Regions from separate parts of the Mus musculus genome. Here region 2 is linked to region 1. Evidence: chromatin contacts called from public HiChIP or PLAC-seq data. All regions are on one chromosome and are shown on one strand. Each heading gives the region's core, a stretch centred on a gene start, on an enhancer-like site or on the middle of the called end of the contact. The rest is flanking DNA. Distances are from core to core; before and after follow the strand shown. Region 1 holds the start of Actr6 (ARP6 actin-related protein 6). Region 2 holds the start of Anks1b (ankyrin repeat and sterile alpha motif domain containing 1B).

Region 1 (5,893 bases), core at 1,280-3,779:
TCTTGATCAAAAAGCATGTAAAATTTGGTGAGGAAAGCCAAAACAATGTTTAAATAAGAAAGGGTTGTCGCACAGGAGGAGAAACAGGATTGAAAGTGCATAGTTTAAGGATGAGAGACAAATAGAAATGACGGTTGCTGTGTGAGAGAAGATTTAAAAGAGCTGTGCCACTTGACTGCAGAAAAAGAGCTGATCACTTTTTTGTTCTGTCGAGCTTAGTTTGCTGGTTTTGAAAGTACCATCCCTGGCCTTGATATGTCTCCCAAGTTGGGCTGGAGCAGGTGGTCACCCTGCCTCAGCCTGAGTTCTTACCACCTTACTAACTGAATTGGATAAAATAGAGTGTTGATGTTGGTCAGAATTAACCTTAGACATTCAGAAAGGTTTTCATTTTATTTCTAGTGCTAGAGATCAGAACCCAGACCCCTTGAAAACGTTGAGAGAGCAATTCCACCACTGAGCTTCGTCCCCACGCCCTCATTTACTTCTTTTATTTGTTTGTTTGTTTGTTTGGTGTCAAGACAGAATTTCTCTGTGTAGCCCTGGCTGTCTTGGAACTAGCTCTTTAGACCAGGCTGGCCTCGAACTCAGAGATCCAGCTGCTCCATCCTCTTCCCCACCAGTGCTGGGATTAAAGGTGTGCACCAGTACTGCCTGACCCTAATTAACTTTTTAATATATATCAGTAGAGATTATCAATAGAATACTCTGCCTGATTTGAAGGAGTTTGATGGTTAGGCAGGTTGACAGAAGGTGCATGAAGCCCTGGGGTTTTGTCCTCAGTACCAGACAATCCAGGCAAGGTTGCGCAGGCCTGTAATTCCAGAACTCCTGCAGGCGGAGACAGGAGGATCCCAAGTTCAAGAGCGCCCTTCTATATAGTAAATTTGAAGCCAGCCTGGGCTATGTTAAACCCTATCTCAAAATAAATATTAAGCAAACTAAAAAAAATGATAACAGTATCTATTGACAGGTAGGTGCTTGACTTCTAACACTAATATTAAACCATTCTATAACATAGTGAGAGTCATATTAGTTTATTTTATAATTTAGATAACCCAAGGGTCATTAAGTTGCTTAAACATTTTTTTCTTTTTTCTTTTTTTTTCTTTTTTCTTTTTTTTTTTTTTTTTTTTTTTTTTGAGACAGGGTTTCTCTGTATAGCCCTGGCTGTCCTGGAACTCACTTGTAGACCAGGCTGGCCTTGAACTCAGAAATCTGCCTGCCTCTGCCTCCCAAGTGCTGGGATTAAAGATGTCCGCCACCACCGCCCGGCTTAGTTTAAACATTTTTTTTAAGATTTATTTATTATTATACATAAGTACACTGTAGCTGACTTCAGATGCACCAGAAGAGGGTATCAGATCTCATTACAGGTGATTGTGAGCCACTATGTGGTTGCTGGGATTTGAACTCAGGACCTTCGGACGAGCAGTCAGTGCTCTTATCCTCTGAGCCGTCTCTCCAGCCCGCTTATATGTTTTTAATGTCATAGTCACAGTTTAAAATTAGAAGGCCACACTCTCATCTCTTTATCTCCTGGAGTTTTAAACACTAGTTAATACGTGTAAAGAAAGTGAAACAGCTTACTCTCTCTTTTTTTTTTTTTTTTTTGTTTTGGTTTTGGTTTTTTTGAGACAGGGTTTCTCTGTGTAGCTAACTTACTCTTAAGCATGGCTGTGTATTCATTTATATCAGATTCATTACCCGAGATTATTTTGTAGCAGAGTCTACATTCCAATCAAAACATTTTGAGAGAGACTCTCTGTATCGTGTATGTCTGGCTGTCCTACGTAAACCAGGCTGGTTTTGAACACCCAGAGAGCCACCTCCCTCTGTCTCCCGAGTGCTGGGATTAAAGGCGTGTACCATTACGCTCAACTCCAAAACTTTTTCTTAACATTATGAAACACAAGCTCTCCGTTGTACAGAAACACCCAGGAACGATATCTAATTCCAGGAGTCAGAGCAGACAAGGAACATGTCAGATGTCAAGAAGTCCTTTGTAGATAGGATACATAAATAAGTAGCGGAGAACAAGCAGGGGGATTCGTTGGGGAATGTGCAAATAAGTTAAAGCACAACGCAGATAACAACACAGCCCATACATAATTTATTGTGACCAAATTCTATAACCTGATGACGAGTGCCAAGAAATGAAGGTGAGGCTGAAGAGACTTCGTATCCAGTTCCACGATGCGTATGGTTTCATACTCAATTCTTCAAGGCTCGGAGTGTCTTAACAACTCTAATCAGATACACGCACACGCAGCCCACCAAAGGGCTCACAAAAAGCTTCCACTCGCCAATGTGCGCAGTAAAGAAAATCAAAAGAAATAAAGTACTTAGCAGTTTCTACTACGGAATGTCGCTGCCACCGAAAATCGATGCATTTGAAAACTGGATACAAGCACAGGAAGGGCTGCTCCGCTGCTCGACTTCTGGCGTACTCCGTTGTCAGGGTAACCGGAAGTTTACGCCACGGCCACGCCCCCATCGACCATAGAGTACCGGAAGAAGCCTGAGCAGAGGAGATTCAAACAGTGGGAAAGCGACTCCGCTGCAGCGTGGTGCGTGCCGAAATGACGACCCTAGTTCTGGATAATGGAGCTTACAACGCCAAAATCGGTTACAGCCATGACAGTGTCTCGTAAGTGGTCGTCGTTCCCGAGGGACAGGACACGTACGCCTTTTAACTTGACAGACTATGCTTTCCGATTTGCGTGATCCACAGACGCCATCGCGCGCCTCCAGCCTCAGTCGGGGGATGCTCAGTTTCGAGCTGGGTTCGTTGGTTGGTTTGATGCTTTGAACTGAAATTGACTTTGATTTTTTGTTTGAGGCCGCGGGGCTGCGGAAGTGAATGTATGTTCCGTTTGGTAACGGGAAATAGGCTTCTCGAGATTGACTGAGGAGACTAAAGTTTATGAAATTTCAGAAATAGTGGGCAACGTTTCGCCTTTAGGGGAACACGATTATAGGTTTTCATCGGATCCTCAAAAGGTTCAATGCCCCCCAACCTCCCAAATAGTAAAACCCACTTCATTAGAGTCCAGGGAGTTTGAAGGCATTGGGGAACCAAGTTGAATAACCTGGTTGGTAAAGTCAGGAACGCTACGGTGGCATCTTAAGATGTGTTTTATAAAATGTATGTTTGAATAAATAGTAGACTTTCACAGTGCTAGAACTGAAATCTAGGACTTTGCGTAGGTAATTAGTACCTTCCCACAGAGCTACACCCCCTGCTGCCTTGCAGCACAGCGTGTAATCCAGGATGACCTTGAATTTAAGATCCTCCTGCCTCCACCTCCTGGTTGCTAGGATTACAGCTGAGGGCCACTACTTCAGAACTCAGTGGGCATTTGACTGAATTTTTTTTTTTTAATGCTATGTTGAACTCTTGCACGGTGGACAAGCACAACATTACTTCTTAGCCCAGCCCATATGACCAGATTCTCATATGACCAGATTCTCACAGCTTTAGTGGTGATGGAAGCCATTTATATATAAGGCTTCCACATAAGTTTTTTTTTTCCTCATTAAGAACTAGGTACATGGGGCTGGAGAAATGGCTAACCCGCTCATTCTGCTCTTCTAGAGGGCCTACGTTCAATTCCCAGCACCTACATGGCCGCTAACAACTGTCTGTAACTCCTCTCTTTCTCTCTCTCTCTCTCTCCCTCTCTCTCTCTCTCTCTCTCTCTCTCTCTCTCTCCCTCTCTCTCTCTCTCTCACATACACACACACACACACACACGGTGCACAGACATACACGCAGGAAAAATACCTGTGCACATAAATACATAAATAAACAGATGCATGTAAATACATATAGAACCAGATTTTCTGTTTTGTTTTTAATGTGCTGGAGAATGAATTATGGGCCTAGGACATGTTAGGAAAGTGCTGTGCTACTGAACTATATAGCCTCCAAGCCCCTGTGGTTCTTTATTGAGATAAGGTCTTACGCAGTGGCCCAGCTGGGCATTGTGTATCCTAAACTGGCCTCAAACTCATGAGAGTCCTCCTGTCTCAGCCTCCTGAGTGCTGGAATTGTAAGCATAACCCATCATTCCTGGCCCCCTGATCTCGTTAAAGACAAATCAAGGCCCACAGCCAGACTTTACACAGAGAGTGAGAGACCTCGGAACATTCAGCTCTAAATGGTTTGTCTCCAGCAAATCCGTCCCCTCAGAGCCAGAGGGGACGGAGGACAGCAAGATAACCAGGCCTTCTAAATCAACATGAGCAAAGGTCATGAGTCCTCAGAGACTGAAGCCCTGTGCACACGGCCTGCACAGCTCTGCATCAGGTCCTGTGTGCTTATACTCTAGCTTCCAGTTTAGTGTGTTTCTGGGACTCCTGAGCGTGTGAATGAGTGGGTCTCTGATTCTTGTGCCTTCTTGTGGGCTCTTTTCCTTCTCTTTTGTCTTGTCCAGCTTCAATGTGATAGTTTTCACTTTGTCTTTTATTTTGCTATATTCTTTTAAGAAATGAATGAATGAATGAATGAATGAAAACCTAGCCACTAAGAGTAAGAGTTAACTGAATTATCATTTGTACCTGCTGGGAGACGGAAAGTAAGTTTCCTCCAGTTGAGTGAAGCTGGGTATATCACTCACTCCACAACAGGCTTCATGATCAAGTGCAGTTGATCAAAATATAATGGACTTCACAGAGTTGTTGAAGGGAAGCAAGGTAAATAGTCAAGGGTAGCAAACCAGCTAAGTATATTAGAACACGGGACAGCTTCTTTTAACTGTGACGTTAGGATCAAACCTAGGACCTTAAGCCTGTGCTTTACAACTGAGCCACACCAGTTTCTTCTAAGAGGCAGCATCTCATAATATCGTACAGTGTCGCACAGGCCAGTTTCCAGCTCCTGCCTCCAGTGATGGTCTTTTCCTCAGGTGCCCAAATATCTGGGATTACAGGCAATATAACACTGAGCCCAGCCCATGCTGATTTTAAAATCATACCTCCCAAGAACATTTAAAAAGGCAGGGGGAAAAAAAAAACAACAAAACCCGTTGCTAGTGAATAGTAAGTGAAAGTAGGTGCAACCTTTTTATGGTATTATCTCAGTATCACCATGTATGTGTGTCTGTGAGTTTGTGTATCCATGTGTGGACATGGGATGGTCTTCCTATCTAGACTGAGCTCGTGGAGGTCAGCATTCATCCTTAAAGGTAGTGTAAGTAGTTCTTAACTTGGTCGTCTGTGGCAGAGTGCGCCAACATTTTGAACTTGGCGTTAAGAATGTGTACCTTAAAGTTTGAGGGAAGAATTAGCTAGAAATAAGGACTGCCAGAGACCATGATCTTCAGTCTTGCTAAGAGAACATTTCTTTTTACATTTTCATTGTAGTTTTTTTTTTACAGTAGTTAGCCTCTGTGCTAACTTGTTGTAGTTATAAAATAATTAGTAAAATAGCTGATATTTATGTTTATTTTCTATTCTATACTTTTGAACTCCCTCCCTGTTACAGGGATCAGATTCTTAATTTCGCAATAAGCTTTTGTTTGCTTACTCCAAATAATCTAAAATAAAAAGGGAAAAGAAAACAAACCTCTTGCTTATGTAACAGCAGGACTACACCCACCCTAAGGTTCTTCAGGACCCTCTGAGAAAGACAAGGGTTCAGGGCAGAACCTGTTGAACACTAACCAGCACCAACCCAGAGTGTTGTCGTAGTTACTCGGAGACAATGAGAGATGATAGTTTGTGAATACAGTAGTCTTTGAATTAAAAGTACTTTTTAGGATCTAAATATTTGGAAGATAATTCTTTATTTCTTTGCATCTAGGGTTATTCCCAATTGTCAGTTCAGATCCAAAACAGCACGTCTTAAAACATTTACTGCTAACCAGATTGATGAAATAAAAGACCCTTC
Region 2 (5,893 bases), core at 1,688-4,187, 140 kb before region 1:
GAGTGGGTGGGTAGGGGAGTGGGGGTGGGTGGGTATGGGGGACTTTTGGTATAGCATTGGAAATGTAAATGAACTAAATACCTAATAAAAAATTTAAAAAAAAAAGAAATATTTTATTCAAAAGATCACCTGAACACCATTCCAGTAACTATTTTCTTCCAAGACATGTTATAGTGGTTAAGTCAGTGTGAGATAAGTAAATGCAAGCCTGAAAGGTACTGGTGATCTCTGTGATTTTTGCAGCAGTTGACTCAAACTGCCCTCGTGAATACATCGTTTTCCATGTAGGCTCCTGTAGAACTACCAGGGCCATTCAACACAGCCAGTAATAAAGAAACTCATTGCAGAAGAACACTGTGGCCCATGCTTTCATGGCTTAAATATTTACTAACATTAAATACTTGATGTCTTTTTTCTTCTTCTTCTTCTTTTGGTTTTTTGAGACAGGATTTCTCTGTATAGCCCCGACTGGCCTTGAACTCAGATCCGCCTGCCTCTGCCTCCCAAGTGCTGGGATTAAAGGCATGTGCCACCTTAACCCTAAAACTTGTCAACTACTTCTGTTTCAAAGATAAAACAACTGAGAAAGGCCTATCCAAAAAAAATATCATTTGTCTCAATTCGTGTCAGTGATATTAACTAAACCTCTCATTGCTAATGAATTCTCTATTTTCCAAAATGATTAATTTTTAATCTTTGAGGAACTTGTTTTAGCATACATCCATTATCATTTTTATAATCATTGATTCTGTTGCAAATACAACTAGTTCACTTCTAACTAAAAATTGTAACTAAACTTTTCTATAATCTACAGGTAAATACCAAAACTGATGTCTAAAATACATATATTATCTAGTTGTGTTTGAAAATGGAAGACAGCACGCGGAAGAGTTATGTTTTCTAAGACCCACTGGGGGCAGAGCTTCTATACATAACCACTGTTCTGCAATGAAATATTATTCCAATAGTGTCACTGTCACCAAGTATATGTAATAGTACATGGCTCTTTAAATCTTGCCCTTTTTCAGGTATGTTCATTTCACTGTAATATAACCTTTTTCTTCCCCCCTAGAGGCAGTATTATAATTAATTGCACCATCTGATCACAACCTATGAGAACCTGTGTCCATGCCACAATATTTTCATGCATAAGTTTGTATCAAACACATAAGGACATCAGCACAAAAGGTCAGAGCAGCCGTTCTCAACCCCAGGGCTTGCAATCTCTTTGAGGGTCAAAAGACCCTTTCATAGGGATCACCTAAGACTACCAGGAAACACAGATATTTACCTTGCAATTCATAACAGTAGCAAAATGACAGTTATAAAGTAGCAACAAAAATAATTTTGTGGTTGGGAGTCACCACAACATGAGGAACTGTATTAAAGGGTCACAGCCTTGCACTAGTTGAGTGGATAAAGATGCTTGCTTGCTCTCAAACCTGAGAACTTGAGTACCACTTCCTGAATCTGCATGATAGAGGGAGAAAACAGGCTCTCACAAGTTGCCCTCTGCTTTCTGAATGGGGTAGATGGCATGCACAGCGTGCACACACACGCACACACACACACACACCAAGTAAGTGTAATTATTTTTATTTTTTATAAAAAGTAATACAAAATATTTTTAAGCAAGAAAACCACTCCAGCTTTTAATTTTTTTTACAAGTATCATTAAGTTGCCATTAAGAGATGTTTTAAGATAGAGTTATGTATGATGATAGATGCCTCCAAAAATACACAAGACACACTGAACAATCACGACTTGAGAACTAAAGAGCTTTCCTTGAATTTCATTGAGTGCTCTTCAGGCTTCCTGCCTCCTAAGAGATTTCATTTGTTCAATTCAACTTTTAATAGTTTCTCAAACATGCAGACAAACCCTGCTCTCTCTAGCTCTCTCTAGTATGGTGAATAAAGACTTTGACTTTTTTTAATGTCACCTTAGAAAGAACCTTTGAGAACTAATATTCGTCTCACCTGCAACATGTTAACATTAAAAGGCCTCTGCTGTATTTATTCCACACACGCTTTCCCAAGCCGGATGTTTCCCTCAGCTGTGTCTGGGAAACTGAAAGTAAACTAAAGCTGCCCAACCTGCCTCATCAAGTTTTACACACTCCTGATTGACATCTCAGAAGGTTCCCTGGCTTTGTTTTTGTGGGATCGTTACCCACTGCTGATGCTTTCTGCCCAAGAAGGAAGCAGCAATCCAGGGAGTCGGTGGCTTTCGCAGGATAACTGCAAGCATCCAACAAGCTTCTCATTTAAATAGCCAAATAGTAGGGGGTGGGCTTTCACAGCTGCAAACACAAACAGTACCAGGCATGCCGATTTCCTTCTAGCAACACCAGTACATGTACAAGTTCTGCACCACGGTTTAGAGAAAAGTAGCTGATTGACGCATTGATGGAAAAGCTATTTTAAAATTACTCCAAGAGTCTAAAGCATCGGTCTAACTGGGAGGCTCTTGCCTCCTCTTCACACACACGGTCTGTTTTCCTGTCTAATTTAAGAATGAATCGCTGACACCTCCAGGTGCAATATACCCTGAGGAGAGAACGTACCCATCACAATGCTAACGAGGGGTGTGCATACCACCACCACCACCCCGAGCCCGCAGTGAGTGCCAGTTCTTACCTTAGCAGATTAGACAGGGGCAGAGGTCCGGATCCACCACCCAGGATCCCTCCTTTCCTGCCAGATAGGAGTTTCTCCACCAGAGCCACATTGCCAGTACGAGCAGCTTCCAGCAGCTCCTGGTCCTTCCCCATAGTCTCTCACCGAGTCCGCTACAGAGTCCTTTCCCTGCTCCAGGTCCACTCCCCAAAAGCCAGGGCCCTCCCCGCCCCACCCTATAAGGATGCCCGGGCTTATTCCCTGCAGCCCCGCGCAGGGAGCAGCACGCCGTCCTCCTTCTCTCCGCGCAGCTTCTACAATGGGGAGCAGCCTGTGTTTGGGCAGAGGGGCTGGCCAAGCGGCGACGCGCCCCCACAGCCACTCCCCTGCATTCCCGAGGCCTCCTTCCCGCGGGTGGGGTGCGAGCGGGTGGGGACCGGGCCCGGGCGCTGCCGAGGAACGGAAGGAGGATGCTGAGCTCAGAGAACGCCGAGCCCTGAGCAGGATGCTCCGGCGCTGACAGGAGGATGCTGAGCAGCGGGGAGGATGCTCCGGCACTGAGGAGCTCAAGGAGCGCTCTGAGGCTGATGAGGAGGGAGCGAGTCGAGCGCGTCCTCCCCAGAGCTAGAGGGTATCGAACCACGGCAGCGGAGGCCCGTGCGTACAAACGCCCAGCCTGGATCCACCTGGGTTCCGCGCCCGGCGGGCTCGGGGCTTACACGGGGACGACGGCCGCGGCCCGCGGCTGGGGTGGCTGCGGCCCGCGCCGAGGCTGGGCTGTGCGGACGAGCCGCGGCGGGTGCGTGCGGAGGGCGGCGGCGGCGGCGGCGGCTCGGAGGCTCGGCGCGCGGGGGGCGTGTGCGCGCGGCAGGTGCGGCCCGGGGCCGACCGTGGGGCGGGCGGGGGGTTGGGGGGGGGGTGCAGTTCTGTGCCAGTGGGCGGGGTCCTCCTTGCTCCCTCCTCCGTGCTCCCTCCGCTCTCCTCCCTCCTTCCCCGCTCTTTGCTCCCTCTCCCTCCTCTCTCTTCTCCCCCCACCCCCCACCCCGCTTCTGCTCCCTTCTCCCGTCTCTGAAGAGGTTTAACTGTGTGAGTACTGGAGATCACCCCGCTAGCTGCTGAGGCGCCTTCTCTGCCTGAAGCCCAGAGTCAGTAACCAGACTTGGGGAAAATCTTCCACTAGGAGGTGATGGAGAACGAGGTGCTGAGAAGAGGCGCTTTTGCTGCAGTTTCTGTCCCAGTCCGGGGGACTTGAAGGATATTTCATCCTCTTGCTTTACCTCTCTGGTGAGAGTCTGAGATGTCCGTCCTTGGAAGAAGCTGAAGAGGTTTGGTTTATCCTAGTTTCTGAACCACTGAATGCCTTGTGACTTTTGCAGGTTTTTTAGGGTCTTTAATCAGCCTGAATTTTACTCGGGCTTTGGAGAGCTGCTGACTTGTGCAAATACCAGAAAAAGGGTTCTCATTGGAAATTCTTCCACATCCACCCTAGGAAAAATATAAATGGGCATGGATGAGAGAGCTGCTTTGATTTGCATATATCATCAGCAGTTCATTGTGTATGACTGCCTTGATTTTGTTGGATGTTTTCCTTGCTCGTGGCAGAGAACGCATGCTTATTTTCTTTTGAAACTTCCTGTGACAGCTTGTGGTCAGTTGATAGGAAAAGATGTGATTGTCATTTTGCTTACAACAACCCAACGAACTGGATATTATTACTGTATATTACTTTAGAACTAAAGGAGAGGTCCAGAAAGGGACAAGATGCCACACAGTCGTTGGCTGACAAACTGGACCTGGGAGCTAGTAAGATGCCTCAGCAGGTAAATGTGCTAAGCCAGAAGACCTGAGTTCAGTCTCCCCAGCCCTCATAGTAAAAAGGAGAAAAATAGGGGCTGGTGAGATGGCTCAGTGGGCAAGAGCACCCGACTGCTCTTCCGAAGGTACAGAGTTCAAATCCCAGCAACCACATGGAGGTTCACAACCATCTGACTCCCTCTGGAGTGTCTGAAGACAGCTACAGTGTACTTACATATAAATAAATAAAAATCTTTTTTAAAAAAAAAGGAGAAAAATAGCTCCCACAAGTTGTCCTCTGGTCTCCATACACACACACACACACACACACACACACACACACACACACACCTGTGTGCTTCCATTAAATAAATAGATAGATAGATAGATAGATAGTCTGAGAGATAGTATTTCCTGAGAAGAGTATTTCCTGCTCTTGCAGAGAATCAGTTCTGTTCCTAGCACCCATATCGAGTGGCTGACAACTTTGTGTAACTCCACCTGTAGAGAACCCAGATCGTCTGGCCTCCACAGGCCTGACAATTATGTGTGCATACCCACATACACACACAGAATTAGAAATATATCTTTAAAATAAATGGAAAAAGTTAACAGCTGGATCCTAGAACTGACTTAATTCAGATCCCAACCTGAGACCCCATTGAATAGCAAATTACACAGAAATTAATTCTTACAAACATTTGATGAGCAGTTACCACATGCCAGAAGCCATATGTACTAAATGCTTTCTACACTTTTTGTTTCAGTACTCAACAAAATTTCTGTAGACTATGAGACTATCATGTGTGCATTTCACTTTTCTGTGGAGTCAGAGGTACCTCTTTTATCCTTAGTGCGCATACGAGGAAACTGATGAGCTCAAAGTCACATCATTGGAAACTATGATAAGACAGATCCAGGACTCCCTGCCACTTAGGCCAAAACTTTAGGTAAACAACAGGGAAACTCAAAAGACATTCAGATAGATAGATAGATAGATAGATAGATAGATAGATAGATGGATGGATGGATGGATAGATAGATAGATAGATAGATAGATAGATAGATAGATAGATAGATAGATAGAGTAAATTAGAGTGTTTTTCTGTAGCTCAGTTTTCTAAAATTTTATTTCAGTGGCTCAGAGCATCAGGTAAATTTGTAGCTTCTCCTTGCAGGATCCCCAGAGGGTATAGAGTTTGACTGTCTGACATTTTGTTTTTCCTTTTCATTTTAAAATCTATTTTAATGAGAAGATGATATATGCCCCCTGACATAACAGGCCTAGCTAAACCGTTCGTGAAACAAGAAATGAGTAGTCATGAATTCATTATGCACAAGAAAATCCCTTTCTTCCTTACTACTGTTTGTCTCCTGAACAAAACAAACTTTTCCCAGAATACCCTGTAAGTACTCAGATGACCAAAGCTGAAATATCAACCAATATCGAATCATAGATCAGTTCCAGGCACTCTGCTGA

What was found. HiChIP or PLAC-seq counts read pairs in DNA pulled down with a chosen protein or histone mark.
Region 2: a contact with region 1 is called in an H3K4me3 HiChIP or PLAC-seq map of forebrain, with 4 times the contacts expected there. The contact joins the promoter of Anks1b here to the promoter of Actr6 in region 1. A contact is called at or near these places in 7 of 39 promoter capture datasets (cranial neural crest, frontonasal cranial neural crest, hippocampal neurons and 4 more), 26 of 484 Hi-C or Micro-C datasets (the HL-1 cell line, the N1E-115 cell line, cerebellar granule neurons and 13 more), 6 of 115 datasets of contacts at active chromatin or transcription factors (astrocytes, embryonic forebrain, embryonic stem cells and 2 more) and 2 of 9 other capture datasets (adipose tissue and pancreatic islet).

What each region holds. Positions count from the first base shown.
Region 1 is chr10:89,728,931-89,734,823 of GRCm38.p6, reverse strand. Actr6 (ARP6 actin-related protein 6) reads left to right here and starts at 2,529. Exons shown (of 11, transcript NM_025914.3): 1 at 2,529-2,650; 2 at 5,807-5,893. The coding sequence starts at 2,583.
Region 2 is chr10:89,870,553-89,876,445 of GRCm38.p6, reverse strand. Anks1b (ankyrin repeat and sterile alpha motif domain containing 1B) reads right to left here and starts at 2,937. Exons shown (of 27, transcript NM_001359241.1): 1 at 2,641-2,937. The coding sequence starts at 2,774.